Regions from separate parts of the Zea mays genome. Here region 2 is linked to region 1. A link is a contact called in public Hi-C data. All regions are on one chromosome and are shown on one strand. The core of a region is the stretch at or near the end of the contact, and the rest is flanking DNA. Distances in the headings are between cores, read along the strand shown.

Region 1 (7,224 bases), core at 3,156-5,655:
AACAATTGACCTCATGAGCCTTTGTTCCGTAGTAAGGACTCGGCTCGATGCAAGTCATCGGCTCTTGTGATCAGATAATATAAATACTTGATGGAACTTTAATGCACAGAGGCCGTTTCAGATCGCATCCTCTTCGGCCATGTCTACCTGATCAACCTGTCAATAGGCAAAAACTTGTGGTGCCCCCCAGCCCAAATAAGCAATCGGATTGGGCCAGTAATACGAATTCATCGCCGTACCACCCCACACATGAGCAGGACAACACATCGACGATGGATAGAACGGGACACACCATGCTATCCCCGGAGGAGGATGACAAGGCGATCTTGGTTGTGCTACCCTTTGGGTCCGTTTAGTCGGCTTTTGCTTTCGCACAGATCGCCCTTTTGACTTCGTTTGTTTTATTGGTTGGTTGTGTGGAACGGCCTTCTTCATATATTTGGCAAGCAACTGACCAAAAGTAGGGCCGACTCTACTGAGTCGTCCAGACGTCTTAGTAGTGTTTTGTTTCCTAACACTTGTGTTGGAACGTTGTGGTCGGATGGTCTGAGGTTGCTGCTTCTGACCATCTGCGGATCGTCCGACCATCATAGTCGGACTGTCCGCGCCTGTCTTGGACTGTTCGGCCTTAGTACCCGGATCGTCCGACGTACGCAGGACAGGTGACCGTGATCGGGTGTCCGATCGTGCTTGCCCCCCGGTGCCTCTGGTCTTTCTTTTGTCCGGAGCCTTCAGAGTAACCATTCTGCGTGACATATTTGGTGTGCGAGGATCACCAATGACGATATTTTTATTTTTACTTTTATCGGTCGCACAAGGCCGAATTATGGCTTTTTTGCTCGTTGGCTCTAATGTGGTGACAGGAACAGGTGGCCTGCCAATTTTCACCTCTTTTTGAAACCTCAACCGGCCTTCGTTTATAGCCAATTGTATTTGCCGACGGAAGACGGCACAATCATTGGTGTTATGGAGAAAGGAGTCATGCCATTTGCAATAAACACGCCCTTTTAATTGTTCAACCGGAGGAATTACATGTGACAATTTAATATTATCATGTTTAAGCAACTCATCAAATATTTTATCACATTTATTAATATTAAATGTGAACTTAACTTTTTCCTTTTGTGTGGAGTGCGGGTGAGAGCGAACAGAAGGTTTGGCCTTAGTGGGCCAAACAAGCTCAGGGACATGTGACTTTTTTGTTCTTGAGGCTTGGGTGGACGATTATATTTATGTCGGTCTTCCGCACTAGGCGGATCACAGGTGACTTCTGGTGCTCCGGACGGTCCGACCTGCACAGTCGGACGGTCTGCGAGTGGATCGGATGGTCCGGTACTATCCTCGGACTGTCCGGTCACGTCAGGCAACACCTGTGACCCTTGTGGTGGGCTCTGTGTAACTCCGGACTGTCCGGCGTAGGGTGTCGGACGGTCTGACGGAGGGCCGGACGGTCCGCGATTGTGTGCGGACGGTCCGGTCGTGCTCAGAGTTGACTCACCATTTGGAGAAGATGGTGGTGACGGTGGTCCTGGATATGAGTCCATCGGCATACCAGAATATGGCTGGGGAAACCCATTTGTTGTCGATGTGTTTGGCGCAATTGTTTTGGCGCCTAATTTATGTGATAAAAACTAGGCATGTGAGTTTTTCCTGATGCATGTGCCATCTTTTCTATATCCTCTGTGATACTTTTAATCCGATTATCAAAAGAAATTTTAATAGATGGAATATCATCGACTGACCTGGCATCACCTATTGTGGGGAGCTGTTGCAGCACAGATGACATGTAATCGACGTCTATTTTCCTCTCTTGGACGGTCTTCTGGTGGCAATCCACCCTGAAGTGCGAGAGGAACCATTTATCCGCCACCTTGAGCACCTGATCTTTTTGTCGTTGGACCTCCTCGTCTATTTTCTTCATGTCATCTTTTAATCTTTTATGCTCAGCGGCCGATAAATTAGTCAGCCTTGTGCAGCTGTTTGGAGAAGCCTTGTTGAGATCTTTAGAATCGGCCATATAAGCCTGATTTTGTAGATCTTGAACCTCGTCCCCAGCGGAGTCGCCAAAAAGTATGTTGGTGCCTTTTTGGGGCGCTAATCACTCAACAAGAACCAGCGGCGGTGCTCTCTGGTCAGGCGCGGACGGTCCGCGGCACAGGGCCAGACTGTCCGCGACCTGGCGCGAGGCTAGGGTTCTCTGCTTGACGGCCGGACAGTCCGCGCCCTAGAGCCGGACGGTCCGCAACCTGGCGACAGGGTCGTCTTCCTCCTCCTTGCTGGAATCTAGATCTCGTCCCCTTGGGGGAAAAGATCTTAAGGTGCTCTGGGTCGACAGGTCACCGGGGCGTCCCCAGACGACGTGGAATCGTCTAGGAATTAAGAGATCAATTCGAGGAGGAGGTCTTAGATAGACAACTAGATCTTGCCCCCCGGGAGGGGTGAGATCCTAGGGTCGTCTTGGGATCGGCAGGCCACCCAAGACGGATCTAGACGACGTAGAGTCGAATAGGAGTGGAGGTGGATATGTGGAAGACTATAACTAGAACTATGCTACATCTACTCCTAGAGCAGGAAAAGTAAATAAGGTAATTGGTTCGATTGGAATGTGTTCGAGGGTTCTCAATCGGCCGTACCCTTTATATTTATAGGGGAGGAGGTCTGGACCTTTTCTTAAGAGATAACCAACAAACTCACACGTGATTAGATGGATAATCACGCACGAGGTAAGGATAAACATCCGAGTTAATTTAATCTCGGAACACGCGGACCGTCCGGGCCCACGGGCCGGACCGTCCGCTCATTTTGGTGTCCAACACAGTGAAACAGATCCTCAAGTCCACCAAATATATACACATATATATATACGCGATTTGCAATTTGCACAGAAATTACAAAGAGCTGAGGGGAACAAAACACGGGAATGGACAGATCGAGCACGACGTTTGTGATAAGTTGTTTTGATTCAAACCCTGAACCGTCGAATGCTAAGGGACGCTCACATTTTTCGGAGACCGCCTTATTTTGCGACATTGTTAGTAGCATTCGCACGGGGCCGGCCGACAAACTCTCTAACATAATCAAAGAATGATACACGAACTGATGAAATCGTTCAGCTGCATGCAGGCACCGGTTCCTTGACGGACGACGATCAGCGGAAGAGGCACACGGCGAAGACCGCCGCGAGGACGAGGAAGTGGGCTATCCCTTGGTCGACGGCCATTCCTGACAAGTAAAAGGAAGAAAAATAAGAAGAAGGAACCATCACACACTCCCATCAACTAGGCCGGCCGGTCAGTACTGCAACATTGCTTCGACAAGCACAACCGCGGCACACAAATTAAACGATAAGCCTTTCAAACGCTGAAATTAAAGCCGGATGCACACTGACGACGACCTTCCATGGCGAACCTGCCGGCGGCCGGCATGGTGGGCGGCGAGGCGGCGGCCGCGGCGCCCAGGCACAGCAGCGCGGCGCCTAGGACGGACGCGAGAGCAAGAGGTTGTGGCCAGCCTCTTCTGACTATCTCGTGTCGGTGTCCAGTTGTTCCTTGGCTGCGTGCTGCCTGCCGCACCCCGCCGCAAGATTTTGCAAGGCAGGTGCAGCGGCGGCGGGGATGTGTCAGACTGTCGGAGTTTCGAGTGCGTGTGCGTCGTCCATCAGGGTCGGCACCAGCCGAATTTGAATCAGGTGTTGAGTTAGGCGGGTCAAAACAATCAAATTGCTTGTCCCATGCTGAAAATCCAAATTACAAAAAAAAAAATCCTGGAACAAGCAAGATCCGCGGCCAGCGTCCGCTAGGTAAAGCCCATTTGTGCCAAAAAAAATACAAAAGGCGGAGTCCCAGGCCGCAGATAGCAGCCCACAAGCCCACCCATCCTTCCACGGCCCACGCAGTGCACGCTAGTGCCTAGTAATAATCAACAAATAACGATGTAGGTTAAGGTCAGCGAGCGAGGCGTAATCATGGCCGGAAACCGCGATGCGTGATTCGCTGCCCGAAAAAGCGGAACCGTAACGGAGGCAGGTGGTGGGGAGGGCACATCCATCCAAATCCAACCAACCCAATCCAAGCCACAACTCCAGTCCGGGAGCCGGTGGTCACACACACACACGACGAGTACACGAGAGCGTGGATCGGGTCTCGCCATCATCAATCATCATCATCATGGTTGCATTCAAAGTGTAACGGGGGGAAGCCCCACGGTTCCATGCGTACGCGCCCGCCACAATTATTGCCCCCCATCCCGTTCTCCCTCCCTATCCGGCTCTCACGTGCGTGCGGCAGCAGGGAAAGCCCCTCGGCCCTCACCCACCAGCCCAGTCGAGCCCGGAGCCCCGCACCGGCTGTGGCAAATAGACGAGGGAAGCTGACGGCGAGAATTTATTGTCATGTATTGTGCACATTTCCGTTTATACTCCTTTGATCTCGTGTTCCTTTAATATAAATCTACATATAAGATAGTTTTGTCTGTCACATATTGACATTGACATACTGGATAGTTTTGGTAACCGTTAGGTTTATACTCCTTCGGCCTCATGTTCCTTCTCTCATAAATTATAGGACTATCTCATGTTCCCTTATCCATACAGTTAAAATAAATTTACATATATGATAGTTTTGCCCCTCCCATGTATTCATATGTTGCAAAAATTTGGATTTTTTGGTAACCGTTTGGTTTATGCCAATTTCTCGTGCATTGCAAAATGCGGAGTTTACAACTTAGCATGGTCATAAGATATTTACATAGGTGCCATGTTTAGGTACTTGAAGATTCTAGATACCATCCAGTTTATCTCAATGTTCTATCTATTGCAAAATGCTGGTCGCAATCAAGTGAGATTAGATTTGTAGTTGTTCATGACATTCAGCACACTACAAAATGTTACATATGGTGAGTTGTAAGTAGGTAAGATGGTGTGGCTCTTGTAGGTCTTTGTGTTATTTTTCTGTTAAACATTGCCTTTAGTATGCTGAGCGTCGTATTTGAGCATTATGGAAAGAAAATTATCAAGAATGTCTATGTAGATATTATGTATTACATAAAGAAGATTGAGTGTTTTCCTGATAATTGAAAATATTGTGTACCTCTTTGGTGGTGTAGCAACGAGGGGTTGAACATCCTGGTTTGCATCAATAGTAGGTTTTTGTATAATATAGAGAAAATAGATAATAAAGTGGATTTAACTATGGCTAAAAATAATTAGCTACAGTTGAACACTTAGATCTAAGGTGTGCATTTGGATCTTTTCCTTATTGGCGACAAATTTTGTATCGGTTGGAGGCGATCTGTATGTGACAACGAATATGTTAATGGACGGGGTTGTGAGTTCATTATGTTTTGTTGAGAAATATTTTGTAATATTTAGTGAGAGATACATACATCTATTATTATTTGTGACTTACCAATTTGGGACTGTAGGTGGATAACTTGTCCATTTGAATGGTCGAGGAATCCTCTAATGTCATAGTGATTGTTGTTTTGAGTTGATGGACACTCTCCATTTGTTAGGAACAATGTATGTGATACAGATTTTTGCCTCTTCCTACACTGCTTTAATAGCATTATTGTAAAGGATATTTGGCATTTCATACTATTTAGAGAAGTTTCATTCTTTGTAGTCACATAGAATGAAAATTTTAAAGATATTTTATCTGTGCAAAATCTATAGGGATAGAATGCATCAATCACTGGTCGTAACATTGCTTCATAAGATTTTCAAATATTGTGTTGGTCAATATTGTCGAAGCTTTGTGCAGTTACCCTACCATCGGATGCAAAGAGCGATAATTTGTACATGCAATAAAACATGAACAAATATTAGTTACAATGGTTTCTAGAGGAGCTTGTCTATGCGCCCATGAACAACTACTTCATTTTTTTATCCCAACTTCATCACAATATCGCTCTATGTTTGTGTTGTTAAACACATTTCTGTTGTCACTTTTTATCTTGATCTTTATTTCAAACTCATTTTGTGATTTCTTGGCAAACTTCTTGTAGGTTGTTGCAACTTCAGTCTTGTATTAAAGCAAGAACCACATATTAAGTATATCTTGAACAGTCGTCTACTATATGTAGAAGCTCTATTTGTCTTGACGTTGACATGAAAGCGATGGTTGGATAATGTTGGCAACTTCATGACTTGACATACACTATAAAGCTTGTCCTTCTCAAGTACAACATCTTCAAACCTCTAACCTTTCTGTTTCTTCAATAATTTATTGAGTGTACTTATTCCCACATGACAAAGCCTTCTATGCCATGACTACCCAAGTGATGACTTAGTGAATAAGCATGTCCTCGAATTTGCATATTTGGAAGTGAAACCCACTATATAAGTTGTTGTATCTAACGCCTTTGAATATGACTTGATCATTGTCCATCTTTGACACAACAACTCATTGAGAGCCAATATCACATACTTGTCCAATGGATAGCAAGTTAAAGCTCGATGAAGCAACTAGAAGCACATTTAAAATTGAGTGATGATTTGATATTGTAACTTGATCATAATCACATCGGGAACGTAAATCATTTTAACCATATACATATAAAATGACAACGATGGAATCTCAATCCCTCGCTTTTACTTGTAAGTCTCTACTCCTCGATGATCGGAGCCCAATGACCTATGAACCATGTCATGTTTAACTAGCCAATTAGATAACCAACCTCGCTGCATTGCCATGATATCTCCCCTTCATATAAATATTTCACATTTCAAATGCAAGTTTGAAAGGTAGTAATACTTTTCCTTTTTTTTCTGCAAAAAAGAATCCCTCCTAATTCACTAATTTGTAGGAAGGTACTGAGCTTTTGAATTTGGAAAAAGTTTCAGAAGATACATCTAAAGTTTTAGAAGGTATATCTAAAGTAGATGGTGATTTATAGAACAACTTGTTCATAAGTTCCAGTGTGAGTAAAGTTTGTGACAGATAGTAAAAGATCTATTTTTCTTTTGACTTAAGTTTGCCCAAACTTTTGACTTTGTCATTTGAGTTGTCCATAAATGTAACTTTTTCTTGGTCATATACATCTTCGTTTAGCGAGGAACGTTTGAGGATCACCGGTTATAATTGTCCAATAACTTTCGTCAGTCTTATAATTCACCTACACACCTAAGATTGTTCGCTTTGGATTAAAGCCAGTTGTTCGAATTGTTGCAACTGTAATCTATAGAGACAATACAATATAGAAGCGGTAGAAGACGATGTAGATTAA
Region 2 (7,224 bases), core at 1,448-3,947, 220 kb before region 1:
AAACAAAATCTCTCATAAACCAAACTGATCGCATGTAGACAACCAAACACAAGAAGTTGTATACGTCCAGTCAGACCCAGACTCACTAGATACGAGCCAGGCTCAGCTATGCAGACAACCAAACAGGCCCACACTTTATGATATCCAACTGCTAGAGTAATATGGGTTGTAGTTGCTAGATGCATTAGGGCTAATAACATTAAAGCAAACCTTTTGTAGTGTTGAAAATGGTGTGATGTGGGGAGAAGGAACTTCCACGTCTGAAAAGTGACGGGCTGACGGCTATATGCTGGTCCATCTGGAAGTCTAAAAAAAAAACAAAATTCCTTTTGACAAAAAAGAAAGTACCAGATCTTATTGCAATCCTTTGTCAGGTATGTGCTTTAATGAGATCGGGTAGGTCCGTAGGTACAATGCTTATCGAGGCGCAGGCGTAGATACAATGCTGAAGTTGGCAAAAAGAAGTAATGGCCGGGAGCACTTCATCGGAAAGAAAATCTACTAGTAATAAAGGAGAAGACCGGTGGCAACCTACTCGATGACAAGGATCACTCGGCATGAGTGGATCGGTAGCAGGGACCAAGGGGCTAGCTCAGGTGCAATGCTGTTCGCCTGTCGTAGAGGATTCGCTGTTTTTGAATGCGGTGTGAGAGCGAAACAACAAGCAAGTAGTATGTTTTACGCAAGCACATGTTTCCCCTCCCCATCTGCCTGCCCTTTACATAAAAAAACACACACAGAGCAACATGTCCCTCGCGTCCTCAATGATTTGCACGCGTGGACACGGTTCCTCAGTGGAACGAATGTTTCGTCCCTACGGTACAAATCCTGTCTGTTCTTTGCCTGCCTGCCGCACGCTGTAGCAGGACGAAATATGGAGCGCTGATGTGATGAGAGATCCTCTACGCCTGCAAGCTTTGTGCGGCTTGCTGCTTGGGGTCCGGGGCCACCCATAGCCGCGCGAGCTTCACCTTGGAGACGCTCTCCAGCACCTCGTACGGCGTGACGTCCCCAACCACCACCACCTTCTTGTTCTCCAAATCCACCTCGAACGACGTCACGCCTGCGCAAAAAAGACACCCAACAAGGTTGTAATAATTGGGCAGGAGACTGTGACTGGGAGGAGGGAGAGAGAGAGAGAGAGAGAGAGACATCATGGATCTCCATCCGAGGCACGGAAATGTGCCCATTCCGGTGGCAGGAAACGAGACGGCATTCTTTTATTACCAAAATAATTTGACTGTCTCACGCAATGACGCAAAGTTTCCCGGAATGCAGAAAAGGCAGGCGCCACTGCGCCAGCGCCATCCATGGTCCATCCCCCACAGGGCACAGCGCGCAAAGCAGGCAAGCAGAGCCGGACATGCACATGTGCGCAGTGCAGTGCGAACATGCGCCGGGGGCCGGGGCGCCATGCCTGCCCAGGAGGCCAGGACCGGTCCAGCCGACACGACACGACACGACACGACGCCAACTCACGGGCATCGGGTGATCACTGGAGAGTGGAGGCCCTGATCTCCATCCAGTACAGTACTATATACTACATATGTGTAGCATGCGTGACGGATGCCGGTCGCTCTGCCAGGTTCTTCCGGCACGTCTGCCTGCCCGGCCCATGCTCACTACTGTCTGTCATGTCCCGTCGCTGCTCTTGCTCGATCGGGTTGACCTCTGTAGCTTCATCCTCTCTCTTGAGCGGCGGGCGGAGACGACTCATGCTCGCCCCCCAAGCCACACTGTACTGTACGTGCTATTCTATTCCCTACTAGCTACTGTATATGCGTGCCATTTTCGTGGTCAAGACCCGCCCCCCTTCCCACACACACACACACACAAGTACCATGCGTTTGTAGTCACTGGGGAATCAATGAAACGAATCTGATCACGGACGGACGGATGCCAAACAGAAGTAGGTAATTAAGGATGGGGATCAGTTCTCTGACCATACCGTCCATCTTGGAGATGTGCTTCTGGACTTTCTTGGCGCATCCGTAGCAGTGCATGGACACCTTCAGCTCCACGGTCTGCATCCAACAGACAGGGACCATATTGATCATCACGGAGAAAGGTAGCCAAGCCACATAGCTAACAAGCATGAGCAGAGAGGTTTTAACATGTCCGCCTACCTTAGGCTCCAGATGGAAAGCGAGAGTCTTGGCGGCGGCTCCATCGACGAAGCCCCTGAGCTGCACCAGCTGGCTGCTCAGCAGCAGGGCCTTCCTTTCGTCGTCCTCCTCTTCTTCATCCATGGAGTGTACGCAGGCGCAGGCGCTGGAGCACAGGGAGAGCGAGAAGCAGTGCAGGACCCTGTCCAGGCCGCCCAGCTTCCTCCCCATATGTCCCCTTCCCTCTCTGTCAGCAACCGGAAGAGTTCCAGAAGCCAGAGCCGTTTGTGTCTCCCCTCCTCTTAAGGTTGGCCGGGATCTACTGGCGCTATTCTACGCACACACATCTAGACGTCCGCGTGGGAAGAGACATGTTTATACGCGAGCTGATGAGCAAGCAGCAGGCCTACACCAAAGCACTGCTTCAGATTAATGGTCGTGGGGAGTCGGGGGGTGGTGTGGTGTGGGGGCAATATAATGCCGGCAAGGAGATCGAGTACGAGGAGCATATATATGTATATGAAATGTCTGTAAGCATGGGTGCTGCTCAAAAGCTCGAAGCAGCAGCTTCCAAGAAGTGAATAGAAATCTGGTTGGGTGCATTGGGTTGGGGCGGGCAGGCAGCAGGCAGTTTGATCACGAGCAGACACTGACACGATGGCGACGACCTCTAGTCTAGCTCCATGTGACAATGTGCGACCTGTGCATGCTCACTGGCGCCGGTGGAAATTGAATAATCACGCCTTCGAGAAAAAAAAACACACATTGCAGTATTGCAGTTGCCAAATGTTGTGGATACAAGACGCAACAGACACCAGATAACACGTCGACACAAAAAGCTTACTAGCAAATATGATACGGGCCAATCACGCTAATGCACCAAAATGAATATTGGCTGGCCTTTCGCTGTCATTCGTTCAAGCGATCGAGTTGCCGCAAATGAAACTTGCTGGTGGTACGAGACGAGACGGCAGAGCTTGAAATTCGGTCGGCGAATATGAAATTCCCCGGCCTAATGAACCCAGCCCACATCTTATAGGCCCAGAATGAAAGTAGTAGATCCGATTCACACCAAACGCATCTGGTGGTGTGCCCGTGTGCGTGCGCTGCGATTCACAGCCCACCTCTCATAGGCCCAGAATGGAAGAAGTAGACGTCGCTGTTTTTTTTGTCACATTAATTTTCCCAGTTGAGAAAAAAAACCTGAAAAAGAGATAAAATATTATATTAGTTGGTTTTTAGAAAAAAATTGAAGTAGACGCTTGAATTTTACCAGTATTCCTCATTATTTATGGTTTTCTGATTGTTATAGCGAAAACAGAAGGGAAAAAAAACGGAAAATGGTCACTTATTTTGAATCTGGTGAAGATGTTCTTTAGCCCAGAGGCCTTGAGGTGGAATTTAAAGATAGTTTGGTGGGAAATTGTGCGGTAAAATAAGCGTTACAGTGTGTTAGCGGGTCTAGGATCTAGCTTTGCTTATAATTCTAGTCACTAAAAACCATAGAACATAGAAGCGGCCACTGAGTCGGAATCGTTGAGATGGGAGCGGTGATCACGACGACAGTTGCATTCTCTTAGAACCGCACTCACCGGCTGAGATTAAGACCAACATATGAGGATCTTATTAGTCTTAGATATAAAAAAAGTGAAACTGTATAAGGTCAAATGGTTAACCAAAGGCACAAACAAAGTGGCATTTTTTTTTTTAAAAAAAAACAGTGAATATATTGACGGCGAAGGCCGAAGAGCTAGTTTAACAGCAGCCAAAATGAAGCTCAACAAATCACGAAAATTGGCCCCGCCGTTGCACCGATTGGCCAAACCTAACCGGTGCTGGGACGACCTCTCCTTTCAGCAAAAACATGAACGAGAGGCATTTCCTTTTTTTCTTCTTCCCTTTCCTCTGCTTTTCCCCCCTTCACTCTCCCAGTAGACCCTACGTTGAAGGCACAAGAAGAATATTGCGGGCAATATCATACTACTACTTTGCCGCGGCAGCAATATCATACTACTACTGAAGGCGAGCCAGTTTTTTAGTTGCGTCCTCTGACGCTGCGGTCCCGGTCCATCAGCATGCGCGGTGCGGTGCAGTGCAGTGCAATTTGTTTGCGAACTGTGTACTGTGATGCGCCATCAAAGCCCGTGTGCTGCAAGACGTCAAAGTCTTTGTCAGTGTGGGTTTCAGATGCTGTCACCAGCTGAGCGGCTTTCGCCTTTTCTTGCCAGCACCAGTACTGTTAATGTAGTCTGCATAGCCTTTGCTCCATCTTACCATCCAGTACCTATATTTAAACTTCATCGTAACAGTACAAATCTACAGTACATATAACCGTGATTTTGTGTAACCTACAAATAAACGGTTACATACAATTTTAAGTTGTCTCTGATAGCTCTTCTATCTGTTATCTATCTCAAACTTCACTTTAGAAACAGTATCATCTGCAACACGTGTCCTCTATTTTATACAATTACCGAAGATAATCTTAATTTGGTAGGGCTTCGCAGCTGTTCCTCCGGAGTGTTTTGGAGAGGTCATGCTAAAATAGTATCCTAAAACATTGCTATTTGATGCTATTGTTTGAAACATCAAAAGTTAACACTATTTATATCTAGAACAGTGCTATTGATTAGCATTCACGCTGAAATGACTTACAATTGTTAGAATTTCATCCACTCGGCCCTTAACCGAAAGGGATGAGATTTAAGGGAGGAGGTTAACGACCACCTCGCGCGATATAAAACAGGGGTTAGGGGCTTGTTCAAGCCAACGCTCTCGTGCCTGCTAAACTCTAACCCTGCAATCAAAGGATACTGATCGTCCTCGCGTTGGTAGTAGCTGAAAAAGCTTCAACAATGGCGGCTAAGGATCACAACGCCCCAACGAGAACCAGGTCCGAGCCACCTCCATTGCAAGGCGACAACGGTGGCGCTCAAGGCGACAACAGTCGCATCCCTCCACCTCCTCCGCCGCGCGCAAGACATGCATCCACCTCTACAAGGCCTGACATCTAGCCTTGTCCTTAATCAAGGGCAAGACAATATGAACTCTCCTACTCCCCTCTGTTTATGCGTTGACAATGCGTGCACAAGTATAGATCATCACCCTGTTTATTGTTAAGTGCTATCGGATTAGTCTAAGTAGGACACAGAAGGATCTCTAGAACTATCAATAACAATTATGAATAGCTTAAATTTGTTAAGTCATTCTACGATGGGTGATCATCACCTAAGATGACAAATAGTTAGGTGACAAATCCAATAGTCCAACACCCATCTATGAACCAATCAAACATGTGTGACTAACTTAAGCATTGTTTGGCTCTCTTTAGATTTTGAGAAGTTGCATGCTGCACAAAAATCCAACGTAAAATATATTATCAACTTATATTGAGATTGTGGCACAAAATCCACTACATTATTTAGAACTTGTTTGGCTAATAACGATATTATAAAAAATGATGCATGAACCAAACACCACCTTAAATTGAATATGTTGGATCGTGTTCAGGTGATAAACAATTGGTCTATCATCTCAAGTGACAAATAGTGTTACCCTATACATCATGTTAAACTAGTATTATCGAATTCATCCTAACTCATAAAAATAGGTTTTATAATATGTTGGAGTCTTTATTTTTATAAATTTAATGAAAGTTAAGATTATGTAACTTGGTAAGATCCAGGATTTTTTAGAGCTATGTAATATTTGCATATGGAAATCTACCATGCATGCAGAGTATCTACTATTCCATTCAATCTCTACAGGCTTCAAAGGTTGTGATTTGATTAGTCTCTCCTTTGTTCGTGTTAGACCGTCCGCAGCAGTCAATCTATAGTTTACCCAAAAGCACTGTTTTATAATGTTCTGCACCCTAGACTGCACTGTTCGTGAAGTGGAGTTTAAATATATGTATGAGGATGTGTAAGCTGCTAGAGATAGCCTTAGGCGTGTATGGTTATCTCTTCAATCTCTGTTTTGTTAAGTTGGACATAGCATAGACTTTTGGCTTGATTTACAGCAGTACTCGCCACAAGTGTGGCGGCTGCGTGCGTGGCCACAAGTGTGTGGCCACACGTTGACTTGTTATGTTTTAGCGTCGGGCTGTCCGCAGCCGCGTCCGCGAGGCAGCCCCCTTCCCTTGATCTGGCGGCTACAGAAGCCCCCTAAGCCTGCAACGCCATCCCCTGCAGGACCCCTAGGCAGCAGATTTGAACAGTGTACCGCCACAGCCAGCGTCAAGCAGCCACCCCCTCTATTCACTATTTATGCGTACGGTGAGTTTTTAATAGGTAAAAAAAGGTAATAAATGATAAGTAGGGTTGGATAGTGATATTTTATAGTTGTAGTGGGGTATAGGGAGAGAATATAGGGAGAACCGCTGCGGGAGATAAAAAAGTAGGAGATGAAATGTTGAGGATGTGACGTAAAAAAAGTGATATAGGGGGAAAAATTTAGGGGTAACCGTTGCAGACAGTCTTAAGTGTGGCCACGCACACAGCAGCAGGCGTGGCGAGTTCTTCTTGCAGAGCCTTCAGGCCTCCTGTACGTTGACATTCTATTATCGTGAGCTGTCCCAAGTTACGTGTAACAGGCTAAACAGCAGAACCGCCAGAACACAGCAGACTGGCTGCGATGGAATGGAGCCTAAACCATATAATAATATAATCATTTATCTGGGTCATTGCCTCCCTCGTGCTCGTGCAAGTGTGCAAGCAAAACTCCAGTAGCTTGCGGCACGAGACGTCCACGCCTACGTGCCTGATCTTGTGTACAAGTCACAGAAACCAACAGCTGATCTTGTGGAACATAATTAGCTAGCAACTATCCAGACTGCCTGACATGCCTGCGAGAGACATGAGAATGGATCATTGGATGGAAATCCATGTCCAACCAAACCAAAGAAGCCCACGTCCAGTTCAGTCCAACTTAAGCCACATAAAATGCAATCGAATCCAACCCATTTACTCAAAATCCAAAGTCCATCCAATTAATCCAATCAAACAACAGCATATTAATGGGTAAAAGGATGAATTATTCAGCATGGCTGCGCCTGCGCATAGTGTTCACAGACGGATGAGGGCGAGAGGGATGAGGCCGTCTTTAGCAAACCCAGCAA

The links. Hi-C and Micro-C count contacts between places; a contact is called where the count stands out from the background.
Region 2: a Hi-C map of tassel shows a contact between it and region 1, with 6 times the contacts expected there. The contact joins the promoter of LOC103636236 here to the promoter of LOC103637427 in region 1. A contact is called at or near these places in 2 of 25 Hi-C or Micro-C datasets (ear and tassel).

The regions. Positions count from the first base shown.
Region 1 is chr8:159,206,606-159,213,829 of Zm-B73-REFERENCE-NAM-5.0, reverse strand. It overlaps LOC103637427, which reads right to left and starts at 4,405. Exons shown (of 3, transcript XM_008659625.2): 1 at 4,315-4,405; 2 at 3,395-3,733; 3 at 2,866-3,222. The coding sequence starts at 4,405. The coding sequence ends at 3,149.
Region 2 is chr8:159,425,309-159,432,532 of Zm-B73-REFERENCE-NAM-5.0, reverse strand. It overlaps LOC103636236 (metal ion binding protein), which reads right to left and starts at 2,697. Exons shown (of 3, transcript XM_008658590.2): 1 at 2,127-2,697; 2 at 1,949-2,024; 3 at 616-1,063. The coding sequence starts at 2,336. The coding sequence ends at 903.